2 separate regions of the Sus scrofa genome follow, and region 1 is linked to region 2. Evidence: chromatin contacts called from public HiChIP or PLAC-seq data. All regions are on one chromosome and are shown on one strand. Each heading gives the region's core, a stretch centred on a gene start, on an enhancer-like site or on the middle of the called end of the contact. The rest is flanking DNA. Distances are from core to core; before and after follow the strand shown. Region 1 holds the start of RBSN (rabenosyn-5). Region 2 holds the start of NR2C2 (nuclear receptor subfamily 2 group C member 2).

The links. HiChIP or PLAC-seq counts read pairs in DNA pulled down with a chosen protein or histone mark.
Region 1: an H3K27ac HiChIP or PLAC-seq map of alveolar macrophages shows a contact between it and region 2. The contact joins the promoter of RBSN here to the promoter of NR2C2 in region 2. A contact is called at or near these places in 1 of 47 Hi-C or Micro-C datasets (heart right ventricle) and 1 of 2 datasets of contacts at active chromatin or transcription factors (alveolar macrophages).

The regions. Positions count from the first base shown.
Region 1 is chr13:69,402,014-69,408,347 of Sscrofa11.1, reverse strand. RBSN (rabenosyn-5) reads right to left here and starts at 4,353. Exons shown (of 12, transcript XM_021069366.1): 1 at 4,230-4,353; 2 at 2,037-2,357. The coding sequence starts at 2,184.
Region 2 is chr13:69,573,592-69,579,928 of Sscrofa11.1, reverse strand. It overlaps NR2C2 (nuclear receptor subfamily 2 group C member 2), which reads left to right and starts at 2,291. Exons shown (of 15, transcript XM_005669805.3): 1 at 2,291-3,333. It overlaps LOC106505680 (serine/arginine repetitive matrix protein 3-like), which reads right to left and starts at 4,274. Exons shown (of 4, transcript XM_021069810.1): 1 at 4,230-4,274; 2 at 3,441-4,113. The coding sequence starts at 4,274.

The DNA.
Region 1 (6,334 bases), core at 3,104-5,603, 170 kb after region 2:
CAAACCTGCAACCTCATGGTTCCTAGTCATTCATTTCTGCTGCGCTGGGATGGGAACTCCCTATTTTCTTTTTTAAACTGTCCCCAAACCTGATACCACACGGTTCACTCTTTAGGCTTTAACATTTCACTTGCCTAAAACTAGCAATGGCATAAGATCGCTAAGAATCAGAACACCAAATGGAGAGGTTAATTTGCGTTTTAAAGGACTTTCCCAAAACCTTTGATGTCAATCTTCAAAATTTTTTCTTCCTTATTCTGAAACATGGAGAACTGCAACACAAGCAAGAATTTCTTCCTGACTAAAGAAGTGATCATTAGTAGTACCGAAGAAATACTTAACTCAATCTTTTAGTTCTGGGGCAGAGATGGGGGAGAAATGGAGGGGAAAACACGTGAAAATTCTTTCAAGTTATTCTCACAAGGAACAAAGTTTCCATTCTAGTATATTCTAAATACATTCCCATATCTATTATTCCCTAAATAATCTTACACATTTTTCCCCATGTAAAAGTGTCAGTCATCCCAGGAATGGGAAGACATTCTCCAATATCCACCCACTGGCATCAAAGTGTTAGTGAGATCACTTATATGACTCAGTTCAGCAGACAGTAAGGCTGGACACTCACTGAAAATCACGGAGGCCCTTTGGTTGTTCAAAGGACACTTTAGATACTCAGTTCATTTGTTTGCTAGTTTTTCAGCTGCTCTCATGCTATGATTGGAATGCAGGGCCTCACCTCATTAAGGACACTGTGTGAAAAGAGCAGCACTTACCTTAGAGGTGACAGAGCTATGGGGTCAAGGCCTAGCTCTGTCACTTCCTGTGTAACCTTATCTAAGTCACTCCATATCTCTGAGCCTCACTTTTTCTCTGTAAAATAAGACCAACCACTTTCCTGAAGGGTTGCTGGGAAAGTCTAACAAAATAACAAAGTATGTGAAAGAATATACATTTCTTTTTCTTTTTTCTTTTGCCTTCTAAGAATTATGACTCTGCTCCAGCATCTACAGCCAGAAGCTATTTCATCATGGCCTCAATATTTTGAAAATATTTGACTTTGTCATATTATTGACAGAAGCTATAAATGTTACTGCTTTTAACAACTCTTTTTCTTCTAAACTGAAAAGTGAGACATGGAGTGAGACTATGTGATTACAGGGGGCATGTGACTACATGTGCAGAAGTCAAAGCCCACTTAGGATACACGATCATTCCTTTCTCTCCCACCCAACAAAGAATCACGAATACAACATTAGACCTTTTAAATCTACCTGCCTTCAGAAATGCTGCCAGCTGTTGGCTGAAGTACTAGGAAAGTGAGTTCCAGAGGAGCAGCACCATACTTAGGGCTTAGAATCTAAAGTCCAAGAAATGAATACTCTATATAGCAAAAATTACTTTGAAAAATTGTTTATGCAGTCCTCCAGGACCTGAGGGTCCTTGAAACTCAAAAACCAAGTTTTAACTTTTTTGGTTTTCCTCTTTACATGTCAACTATCGCCTTCCTTTTCCTGCACTGCAGAGGACATGTTCTAGCTGAGGAAGTAAGTATGGCAGGAAGCCCTGAATTTGTGATAGGTAAATGGGTGTACAATCTGCCTCCACTTACAGAGCAAAGGAAAGGAATTCCAACCCCCAAAGCCTTTTAGGTTGGCAGTTAGAGAATTCAAACAGTCTTGCAAGAGACAGCAGAGCACAGTAATTACACTAAGTTCAAAGCCAGGCTCTATCTCACTGTTTAAGTTCAGGCAAGTTATCTCTGTGTCTAATCTCTCTGTGTCTAGTATCCTCATCAGTAAGAAGGGGCTCATAGTCACACAGTGTGAGAATTAAATGAAGTTAATACAAGGGAAGGTTCTGAATAATGCCTGGCACATAGAAAGCACTAGATATACTAGATATATTTTACTATTATTATTAATTTACTATTGTGTATTATGTTCTGGTGGCAACATGGAAGCTAATGAAAACCATCCCATGAGTTCAAGCTCCCAAAGACAGAATGGGACAAGGAGAAAATTCTCTCCTCTTACTTTTAATTTGCCCTTTGACATCACGGTCTTCCCCAGAGTGCTCTTCCTCATAATGTGACTGCAGCTGATAGAAAGACTGCAGGTCCTTCAGGCACAAAGGGCAGAGGAAGCCCTCTCTCACGTCCCCTGGGTCATCCAGAGAAGCCATGGTAGTGTCCCTCTCAACCCCCACAAGGCAGGGGCCTCATGCCAAGAGTCAGCTTGATTCCTCCACAAGAGACCAGGACTCCCACAGCATCAGCTCAACCAAGCAGCACACAGATGATGGGGACGTGGAATCGTGGTCTTGGATGAGGTTTCCTCTCTGGAGTAGGTGAAGTCCTAAAAAAGGAAAGAAGGGAGAAAAAAAAACAATTCAGGCAAATTAGCGGCAATTGAGAATTTTCCTTGTTCTCTTCACAGTTCAGCAAGGGTACATGATGTTTTTCAGTGCCGCTTTCTGAAAACACAAACTGCCTTCTCAAATTCTTAGACCAAAACACAAAAGCTTCTTGGATATGAGAACATCACTAGACAACAGGTAACTCAATAAAGAGGCAAGCACAGATTCTTGAAGATAAGAGGAAAATATGACTTCAACAGTAATCATAATACCAAGGCAATTCTCTAACACTCATTCCAATGGTCCAACTTCATCATTTGTATGCCACTTTGGCCAATGGGGAAAAGTCAAAAGTAGTGATCAACAAACAGAAGATTTTATTTGACTCCTTTTACCCTATTTATTCAACCACATGTATGGAGCTCTTGCACCTATGTCAAAAAAGAGATAGCATCTCCCCTAAAAACACCGAACCAAACCAAAGAAAAATCTCAACCGTAAAGAAGAGCCTTAGAAACTTTGTGATCAAAAAGAAAAATCTATTTTGTGTCTTACATCTGTAGAGTAGTTTTTCTCAAGTAAATTTACTAGATTTTATGAACCAGCAAGCCTAATGCTCTCACTACTTCAAAAATAAAGGAATTTGATGCTTTAAGAATTCAGGGATTAATAAGTTACATTTTCGAGTATTATCACTTCCAATGTCACTTCACAAAGACTTCCAGCCAGGAGAACCCAGACAAAACCATTCCACAAAAACAAGAAACTTCCCCCCAAGAACCTGAGGCCACAAATTACAAGAGATTGTGAGGCAGAATGAATGTCCCTCAGCTTTGAGCTGTGGATGACCTGCTTAGAGGGCCACCCAGGAGAAACTGATTTCTGGCAATGACCCAGAAAATAAACAAACAAAACACGAGGTCTCTGTGTTCTTCCTCTAACTAAAAAGCCCTACATGCACCTCTCAGCCCCTTTCCCTGATGGTCGCTGAAACAGCAGCTCCTGGCCCCTCCCTAGACAGCGGTTGACCTGAGCTCCCTTCCTTCCCACGCCTGACCCTACCAACCACAATTCCAGCACATACCATCCCCCGCATGCCAAGGCACCCACCCTGCCTCCAGTCTCCTGTGGGGCGGCCCTGCACCTCTCCTCACAGCACTTATCTCAATTTGTAATCACAGGTACACAAGTCTATCAGCCTACAGGTCTGGAGGGCGGGGGCCACGTTCCCCACCACCACACCCCCACCACCACACCCCAAGGTGGGGCTCAGTGCCCCGCACAAACCACCGAGCAGGCAACAACGCTCCACGCATGAGTGAGTGAATGAATGAACGGCCACGACCCGTGCAATCACATAACCAGACACCCACCACAAACCAAAGGGATCGACCACAAACCACAGAGCCAGCTCCCACATCCACAACATATGCGAGCCCCTAACAACTTAAATCACCTCAAAACCACGAATAAAACCTACAGGGCCACGCGCCAGCCACTACGTAACTCAACACGAAGCGCACCCGCCGCACCACTACACAGGACGGGAAAGACTCGTCCTCACAGGGCACACACGACACCTTCACGCGGACGCCATACAAACCCTGAACTCAAACACCTTAACCTCCCACAAGCAGAGACTCAAACACAACCACCTGGGCGCCCAACCGCAGATCCCACAGCCCAGCGCAACCACACAACCAGGGTCCAATCATCGTCGGCCCGTGAGGGAAACGCGGCCCGCGAGCTGCAGCGCCCACCACGCACGTCCCACCCACCACTGCACACGGGTCCCACGCCCCCCGGCCGGCTCCTGAGGGGAGCCGCACCCCATCCCACCCCGCACGCACGCCCAGCCATCGGTACCCCACCGGTTCCCGCGGGCTCGCAGTCCTGAGACCCGAGTTCTGGGCCTCCGCGGCCCCTCACGCAGGAGCGACCGCCATCTCCATCGACTGCTCGGCGCTCGGCAGGCGCGCCTGCGACGGCGCCCAAACCGGAAGGCAGGCTGACAGACGCCGGAAGAGCGCCGAGTCTTCGAGGGGTGGGCAGACTCCCCAGGCACGGACAGCTGCGGCTTCAGCGAAGGCGCTCTTAGAAGTGGCAGGGGGCGGGGGCTCTGCCATTTTACGAGGTTTTTGACGCCCCAGGTTGTTAGGTGCCGAGCATTAGACCCCGTCCCTGACTATGCACACCACTGTACAGATGAGAAAACTGAGGCGTTCCCATTGTGCCCCAACGGAAACGAATCCGACTAGTATTCATGAAGATGCTGGTTGGTTCCATCCCTGGGCTCGCCAGCGTTTGCCAGTGAGCTGTGGTGTAGGTCGCAGAGGCGGCTGGGATCCAGCATTGCTGCGGCTGTGGTGTGGGCCTGCAGCTGTAGCTCCGATTAGACCCCTAGCCTGGGAAATTCCATATGCCACAAGTGTGGCCCTAAAAAGCAAAAAAAGAAAACTGAATCCTGTAGTTCTTTAGCGCTTGACGGGGGTGCACAATGAATGAGGTAGTGAGGCGTCTTTAATGCCTCTTGCACCCGCAACTGCAGTTCTAAGTTAAAGTCAATTAACGCTCCCAAGCACTAGAGAGAAAAGGAACGCTCAAGCCTGGAGGATGTGAAAACATCTGGAATAGAAAGAACCGCATGAGAGTGGGGCCTGGAATGAGAAGGAGTATCGATCCCAGGTGTGTACGTTGCGGTCAGGGAAAATCTGTGGCATTTTCAAAGGGAAGTCAAAACCTCTGTGAGAGAACACCCCACACCTGTTAGAGGAGCTATTATCAAAAAGAAGCATTGGTGAGGATATGAGATGAACAGTTGTGCACTATTGGTAGGAATGCATATTGGTGCAGCCACTATGAAAAACAGGATGGCGGTTCCTCAAAAAATTAAAAAATAAAGCTACTATATGATCCACCAATTCCAGTTCTTGTTGTTTATCTGAAAAATAGGAAAACACTAACTCAAAAGATAGCTGCATCTGCCTGTTGCAGCATTCCTTACAGTAACCAAGAATATGGAAACAGCCAAAGTGTCCATTAACAGATAATGAATGGATAAAGAAAATGTGATAAAATTATATATACAATTTAGCCATAAAAAGGATGAAATCCTACCGTTTGCAACAACATAGATGGACTTGGGCATTAGGCTAAGTGAAATAAATCAAACAGAAAAAGCAAATACTGAAGTTCTCTTGTGGTGCAGTGGGTTAAGGATTCCACATTGTCACTGCAGAAGCTTGGGGAGGTGGGTAGAAATGAGCAAAGGGGGACAAGAGGTACGAAATTCCAGTTATAAGACAAATTAGTCTTGGGATATAATACACAGCATGTTGACTCTAGTTAATAATACTATATCGCATATTTCAAAGTTCCTGAGAGAGTAGATCCTAAAAGTTCTCATGACATGAGAAAAAAAGTTTGTAACTATGTATGGTGACAGATGTTAGACTTATTGTGGTGATCATTTTGCAATATATACAAAGATTGAATCATTATGGTAACTGATATAACATTATGTCCAGTATACCTCAAAAATGGAGTTCCCGGAGTTCCCATTGTGGCTCAGTGGTTGGCAAATCTGACTAGGAACCATAAGGTTGCGGGTTCGATCCCTGGCCTCGCTAAGTGGGTTAAGGATCTGGCATTGCCGTGAGCTGTGGTGCACGTCGAAGACGCAACTCGGATCCCGCCTTGCTGTGACTGTGGTGTAAGCTGGCGGCTACAGCTCCGATTCGACCCCTAGCCTGGGATCCTCCATATGCTGTGGGAGCAGCCCTAGAAAAGGCAGAAGACAAAAAAAAAAAAAAAAAAAAAAAAAATGGAGTTCCCATTGCGGCTCAGCAGATTAAAAATGCAACTAACATCCATGAAGATGCAGGTTCCATCCCTGGCCTCGCTCAGTGAGATAAGCTTCCAGCATCGTTGCAAGCAATGGCATAGGTCACAGATGTGGCTTGGATCTGTTGCTGCT
Region 2 (6,337 bases), core at 1,042-3,541:
ACTAACTAGGCAAATAAAAAGGATGCCTAGCACTGAGGGACATGTCTAGACCGGGGCAAGCATAAGTCACCCCACCATCAAGGGACATGTTTTGGTTAGTTGAAGGGTTTAGTCAAAAGGGGAATGAAGAGAGTTCCCGTCGTGGCTCAGTGGTTAACAAATCTGACTAGGAACCATGAGGTTGTGGGTTCAATCCCTGGCCTTGCTCAGTGGGTTAAGGATCTGGCATTGCCATGACCTGTGGTGTAGGCTGCAGACATGGCTCAGATCCCACGTTGCTGTGGTTCTAGTGTAGTCCGGTGGCTACAGCTCCGATTTGACCCCTGGTCTGGGGACCTCCATATGCGGCCGGAGCAGCCCAAGAAATGGCAAAAAGACAAAAAAAAAAAAAAAAAAAAAAGGAACGATGGAAAAATATGCACATATTTGGAGGTATGGGGAAGTCATTCTGGCTTATATATGACTTAACTTGAACTTTACTGACTAGAGCAGCCTGTTTTATAGCCTTCTGGATGTGCACTGTACATATGCCTTGGCCACTGAGGAGGGGAATACATTTGAAAGTCAAAAGCTATAGTTGAGATATCTAAGGTAAAAATAGGTGGCCATTGTGGATGTGATTTCATACATATTCCTGTATTGCTAAGGACTTGACTTTTCTGAGCTGTGTCATACTCAGGATGTCACCAGCCTCTCTCAAAGCACTGTATGCTGACAGGTGGCAGCTGCAATCTTATAACCTCCAGGTCTCCTCTTGTAACTATTAAATTTTTAGGAAATAAAGCTGTTTTAGACCAGATGTTAGCAGAAAAAGGAGACAAGTGTAGTGGCTAATACTCTTGTTCTACCTACTACATCAGAAGTTAAAACCTACTTAGATAAAAAGAAACAACTGGCTACCTTGCTACAAGTCTCCCCCAAAATGCCACTTTCAGATTGGTTTTCAGGCTTATTCTCCTCAATTCCTCAGGAAATGATCTTTATTATACAAGACTCTGATCCAGGACTTGGAACTTGGGAATATTTCCAACTTGGTGTCAATTCCCCAAATCAAGGAAGGATTACACACATTTCAGCAGGAAGTAGCCAGAGCAGTCACTGCTTCATTACCTTGAAGATTTAGGAAAGGATGAAAATGGGGTTGGAGTTTGCAAACAAGTCCCCCTAAACCCAAGCTCCTTTGTCGAGTTTATGATTAAACTATCGAAAATATTATTCTTTTCTTTTTACGGCCTCACCTGCGGAATATGCAAGTTCCTAGCTAGAGGGTCAAATTGGAGCTGCAGCTGTAGGCCTATGCCACAGCCATAGCAACACCAGATCTGAGCTGCGTCTGTGACCTATGCTGAAGCTTGTGGCAACACTGGATCCTTAATTCACTGAGGCCAGGGATCGAACTTGCATCCTCAGGGACACTGTGTTGGGTTCTTAACCCAATGAGCCACAAGGGGAACTTTTTATTCCCTTTCTTGCCCAACACATGCTCTCCCCAAGATTGAGGGGTATCAAAGAAAAGTGGGTAATAGTAAGACAACAAAATTCTGACTCCATATTAGATCTGTTCCTTTATTACATCATCCATGGTTTCCTTCTTGAAGAGGGACGCCATGGTCAGAGATGGTGCCTGGGCTACCCTGCTTGGCCCAGTCTGGGCCTGCAACTGGAAGAGTACAGAAGGGAAAGGATAGGTTTGAAGGGTTCAGGATGGTGGAGTGGATGGGCAAAAGAAGAGGGTGGGGATCCACAAAGCCTGCCACAATGAGCTGCCCAGAGCTCAGGTGGCTTCAAACTAAGACACTTTTTGGAGAGCTGTTAGCACAAAGGAGCTGACACCAAGAAGTTTCCAATGACTAACCATGCCCCTCCCTCAACTTTCCTTTATAAAGGCTTTGCCAAAAAAAAGTTCAGGTTTTTGTTGTGTTTTGTTTTCTTATTAGGGCCTGAGGCACAAGAAAGTTCCAGGCTAGGGGTCAAATCGGAGTTGCAGCTGCCAGCCTACACCACAGCCACAGCAATGCTGAATCCTTAACCCATTAAGCGAGGCCAGGGATGAAACCCACATCCTCATGGATACTAGCTGGATTCTTAACCCAGTGGGCCACAACAGGAACTCCCAGAGTTCAGGGGTTTTTCTTGGGCCTGAGCCAACCTGTCTCCTTGCACGCCCTGCAATAAATCTTTCTCTGCTCCAAACTCTGACATTTTGGTATTGTTTGGCTTTAGTATGCACACAGATTTACATCCAGTATTGAGTATCTAATGAAAACCAGTAACTCAAGATGTATAGGATTAAGAGAAGCAATTATATTTATATTTAAGCAATTCCACAGAGTTTCTTGATACACTTAAGCATCATCGTTTACTAGTTCACATCTCCAAAAGGAGACACATGGAAGAAAGATTTGGATCATATGTTCAAGATTTGGGAGGCTTTTAACACTATCTGATACTCCCAGAAGCTGGTGTATCCTCGGACCTTTCAAACCCCAATTAAATACTCTCTGTACCGAGTAGGGCACAAAGAATTCAATATCCACCCAAGAAACCATACACTTCCGATCTACAGGCGCTCCGCTGTGTCACCGCTTCCTCAGTCCACAAACAGAGGCCTCGGCAGGGCGGACGCCGGGTGGAAGACCTTACGGTGAGAACACAGCCCCCACCTGGCCTCCAGCCGCCAGAGGAACCCGGGAGGGGCGGACTGGCCCCCGAATAACGGAGCCCTGCGGTCCCGGCTTTTTAAAACGACCAACCACCCCTTTACCCCAACGACCGCGGCCTCCACCCTCCATTCTGGCCCTGCGGCGGTGCAGGCGGCGGTACGGGCCGAGGCTCCGGCGAACAGCGCGGAGCCTGCGTCTTCCTCCGCCACCGCCGCCCGGCCGGACAGCCGTGGGGCCGGATGGAGCAGCGCGGCCGCCGCGTTCCGGTGCGCGCGCGCGCCTCAGCCAATCGCGTGCTCGCCCGCCCCCCGCGGCCGCGGCGAGGCCGGCGCTGGGAAGAGGAAGAAGAACATTCGCCCTCCTCCTACCAGCGCGCGGGCGGCGGCGGCGGCGGCACCGGGGTCACGAACTCTGACCTTTCGCTGACAAAAACAATAACAAACCCCCCCTTCCCCGCGACCCCGGCGGCGCCCCCGGGCCCGCCCCCGCCGCCCCGCTCCCACCTCGGCGTCTCGTCTCTCGCCCGCTGCCCCGCGAGCCCGCGGCCCCGGGCTCCCGCCATCCGCCGACGCCGGGAAGCCGGCCTCCCCGCGTCCTGCCCTCCGCGCCGGGGGCCGCCCGCCGCAGACACGGGACCTGCTCCGAGGCCGCTTTGGCGCCAAATCCTGAGGTAAAATTGAAAAAGGGCCGGGGCGGGCTCGGGCCGGCGGCGGAGGGGGCGGGCCTGGCGCGCGGACATGGAGGCGCCGCGGCGGCGCCTGAACCCGACCCTTTTACCTTTGCCACGGGGCGGTGGCGCCGGCCGCTTTGCATAGTGGGCCGGGCCGCTCCCCTCCCCTCCCCGCCCGCGGCCGGGCGAAGCGAGCGGGCTCCCCCTGACCGGTCGGGCCGGCGCGAGGGTGGGGGCGGAGGGGGCCGGCCGCGGCCCCGCCTCACAGTTGGCCCTCCGCCAGCGCCGCCATTTTGTTCTTGGCGGAGATGGCTCCGGCTGGGCCGCTCCCCTCCTCCTCCTTCGCATCCTCCTCCTCCCTGCAGTCCCTCCTTCCCTCGCTCCCCGGCTCCTCTCCCCTCCGCTTCCCGCCCGTCGTTGGCAGCCGCAGCGGCCCAACCGCCGTTTTGTTTTGTTTTGTTCTTGAAGGGGAGGGTGGAGGGAAGAGAGGAAGGCGGGAGTGGGGCGCGACCTTCTGAACGACGGCTGGGTGGGCCAACTGACGCCAAGACAGGCGGGCTGGTGCTTGCGGCTCCGCCCCCTGAGGCTCTGCTGATTGGCTCTGTTGGGAGGGGGTGGTCCCCGCGCGGCGCGGGAGCCCTGGCTGGGCTGGAGCAGGGGCCGGGGCGAGGTGTGGGGCCAGGGCGCCGGGGGCGGGGCGCTCAGAGACGCGGCCTGGGTGAGCGCGAGGCGCGCGTGGGTGCGGTGAGGGGTCGGGCAGCGTCTTCGACCGGGACACGTCTAGAATGAGTGCTGTAGAACGATGGTAAAGAGGTGATGAGGCATCCTGAACCGAGGGCGCTCGCTCGTGGGAAGGGCTTTTTGGAATCTGGACACCTTGGGGCTCCTGACCATACTTTCGGCGCGGCGGCGGGCGAATCCCTCTCGTGAGGCTGTTTCATCGGCTGTCAAGTGGGAGGATGGGCGTTCTTGCCAGGCTGGACCTCCCTTCCCAGGATCGTTTGAGGGACCCAACTCAGAAAATGGAGTCCAGGCTATTTTGTGAACCTCAAAGTAATGTAAAAATGGTGTTACTGAAAATGGAGTGAAGAGCCACCTGGCGCGGAAAGCTTAAGGGTACAGAGGGCTTAAGAGAATGGAGAAGAATCTGGGGTATTTTTCTTTTCATTCGTTGGTTAACTACATATTTGCTTAGTTTAGGGCACTGGGGATACAGCCTAAGAACCAGCTAGACCAGGCCCCCGCCCTCCCAGAATTGGGGGTGAAGTAAATAGACAAGTGATTTTAGCAAGTGGTAAATCCCATGAAGGGGGTGAAATGAAACTGGTTGATGTGTTGAAGTCCTGAGGAAACTGCTATTGGCTGGTTAGGGAAGAGGAGGCCAAGTCTGAATGGATTACCCAAGGAAGAACTAGCGTGAGAGAGAGAAGGAAGAGCAAGTGTGAAACCCCAGAAGGGAAGGCATTTGGTGTGAGTGAGGCTGGAGAGCTGTCCTTTTCATTATCCCCTCTACCTACAGGCTAAAATCTCAGAAATAAGACAAAGATAATGGAGACTAAATCTCAGATTTAATAATCATAGAGTCAAGGAAAATAGAACTATCAAATGCATAACTGATGTAGACATGACTTGAGAAAGCCTCAGAAAATGTTACTTCCAGGTTCAAATCCTTTGTCATCCCCTGTGTTTATCTTCAATTCCTCAAATATTTGCTGAGCCCAGGTGTTAGATGATAAGGACATTGATTGGTGTCAAGCATGTGAATATAGTTCTTTTTTTTTTTTGTCTTTTTTTGGTATTTCTTGGGCCGCTCCTGCAGCATATGGAGGTTCCCAGGCTAGGGGTCGAATCAGAGCTGTAGCCACCGGCCTACGCCAGAGCCACAGCAACGCGGGATCCGAGCCGCGTCTGCAACCTACACCACAGCTCACGGCAACGCCGGATCATTAACCCACTGAGCAAGGGCAGGGACCGAACCCGCAACCTCATGGTTCCTAGTCGGATTCGTTAACCACTGCGCAACTACGGGAACTCCGTGAATATAGTTCTATATGCCTGAGTTCCGTTTTCTCCTTCTCCCCCCAGTTTATATACATACACGAATGCACATACCTGTACATACATAAAAAGTTGGAGGCAGAAGCCAAATAGTGTTGTTAATAGTGCCAAAATTTACTAGCCCTATGACTTTGGATAAGTTAGTTAACTTTTTCGAGACTTAGTGTCCTCATTTGGGTGATAATGGACCTTTCCTTCTGGAATCGAGGATTAAATGATTTTAATGTAAATAAAGAGCTTAGAAAAGTGGCGTATAATAAATGCTCACAGTTGAAGTCACGAAATACTAGCTGTTTGGTAAAGACATTGGACTGGTTAAGTGATGGTAAACAATGAAATTTTTAGACAGTCTGGTGTAGGAGCAAAACACTGGATTAGAACACTGGAGTGCTAGTTTTGCCTTGGCATCCAAACCAAAAGTTTATTTGGGAAACAAAGTTAAAAAGAAAAGGAAGTAGTGCAACTAATAGTATTAACAGAGGTATGGGGTGCTTTATAATTTTCAAAATTCTCTTACAGGCATTATATTGTTCAATCCTTACCAGGATATAAGGTGAAGGTCCTTTTCCTCCTATTTTAAAACTTTTCTAAGACTTTTCATCATTTTTTAATCCCTGTATCCCTACCTCTTTGTGCATTGAACATTGGCCTGCTTTCAGCTTCCTTGAAAGTGTGACTGACTTTGCTTTGCTGTTCCCTCAGCCTAAAGTCCTTATATGCCCCCATTCCACACAAACTCTAGTCTGCAGATGTCAACTCAAGCGTCACTTCCTCAGGAAAGCCCTCTCTGATGCCCACTGCCAGTCTAGATCAGATTCTTTCACTTTACACTGTGTTCCTTTCCTTTAAAACATTGCTCTCACTCCATGTGATTGATTGATTGAAATCTGTTCCCCTTAGGAAAGGAAGAATCATTTAGTGCACCGTTATATTTCCAGTTTTTAGC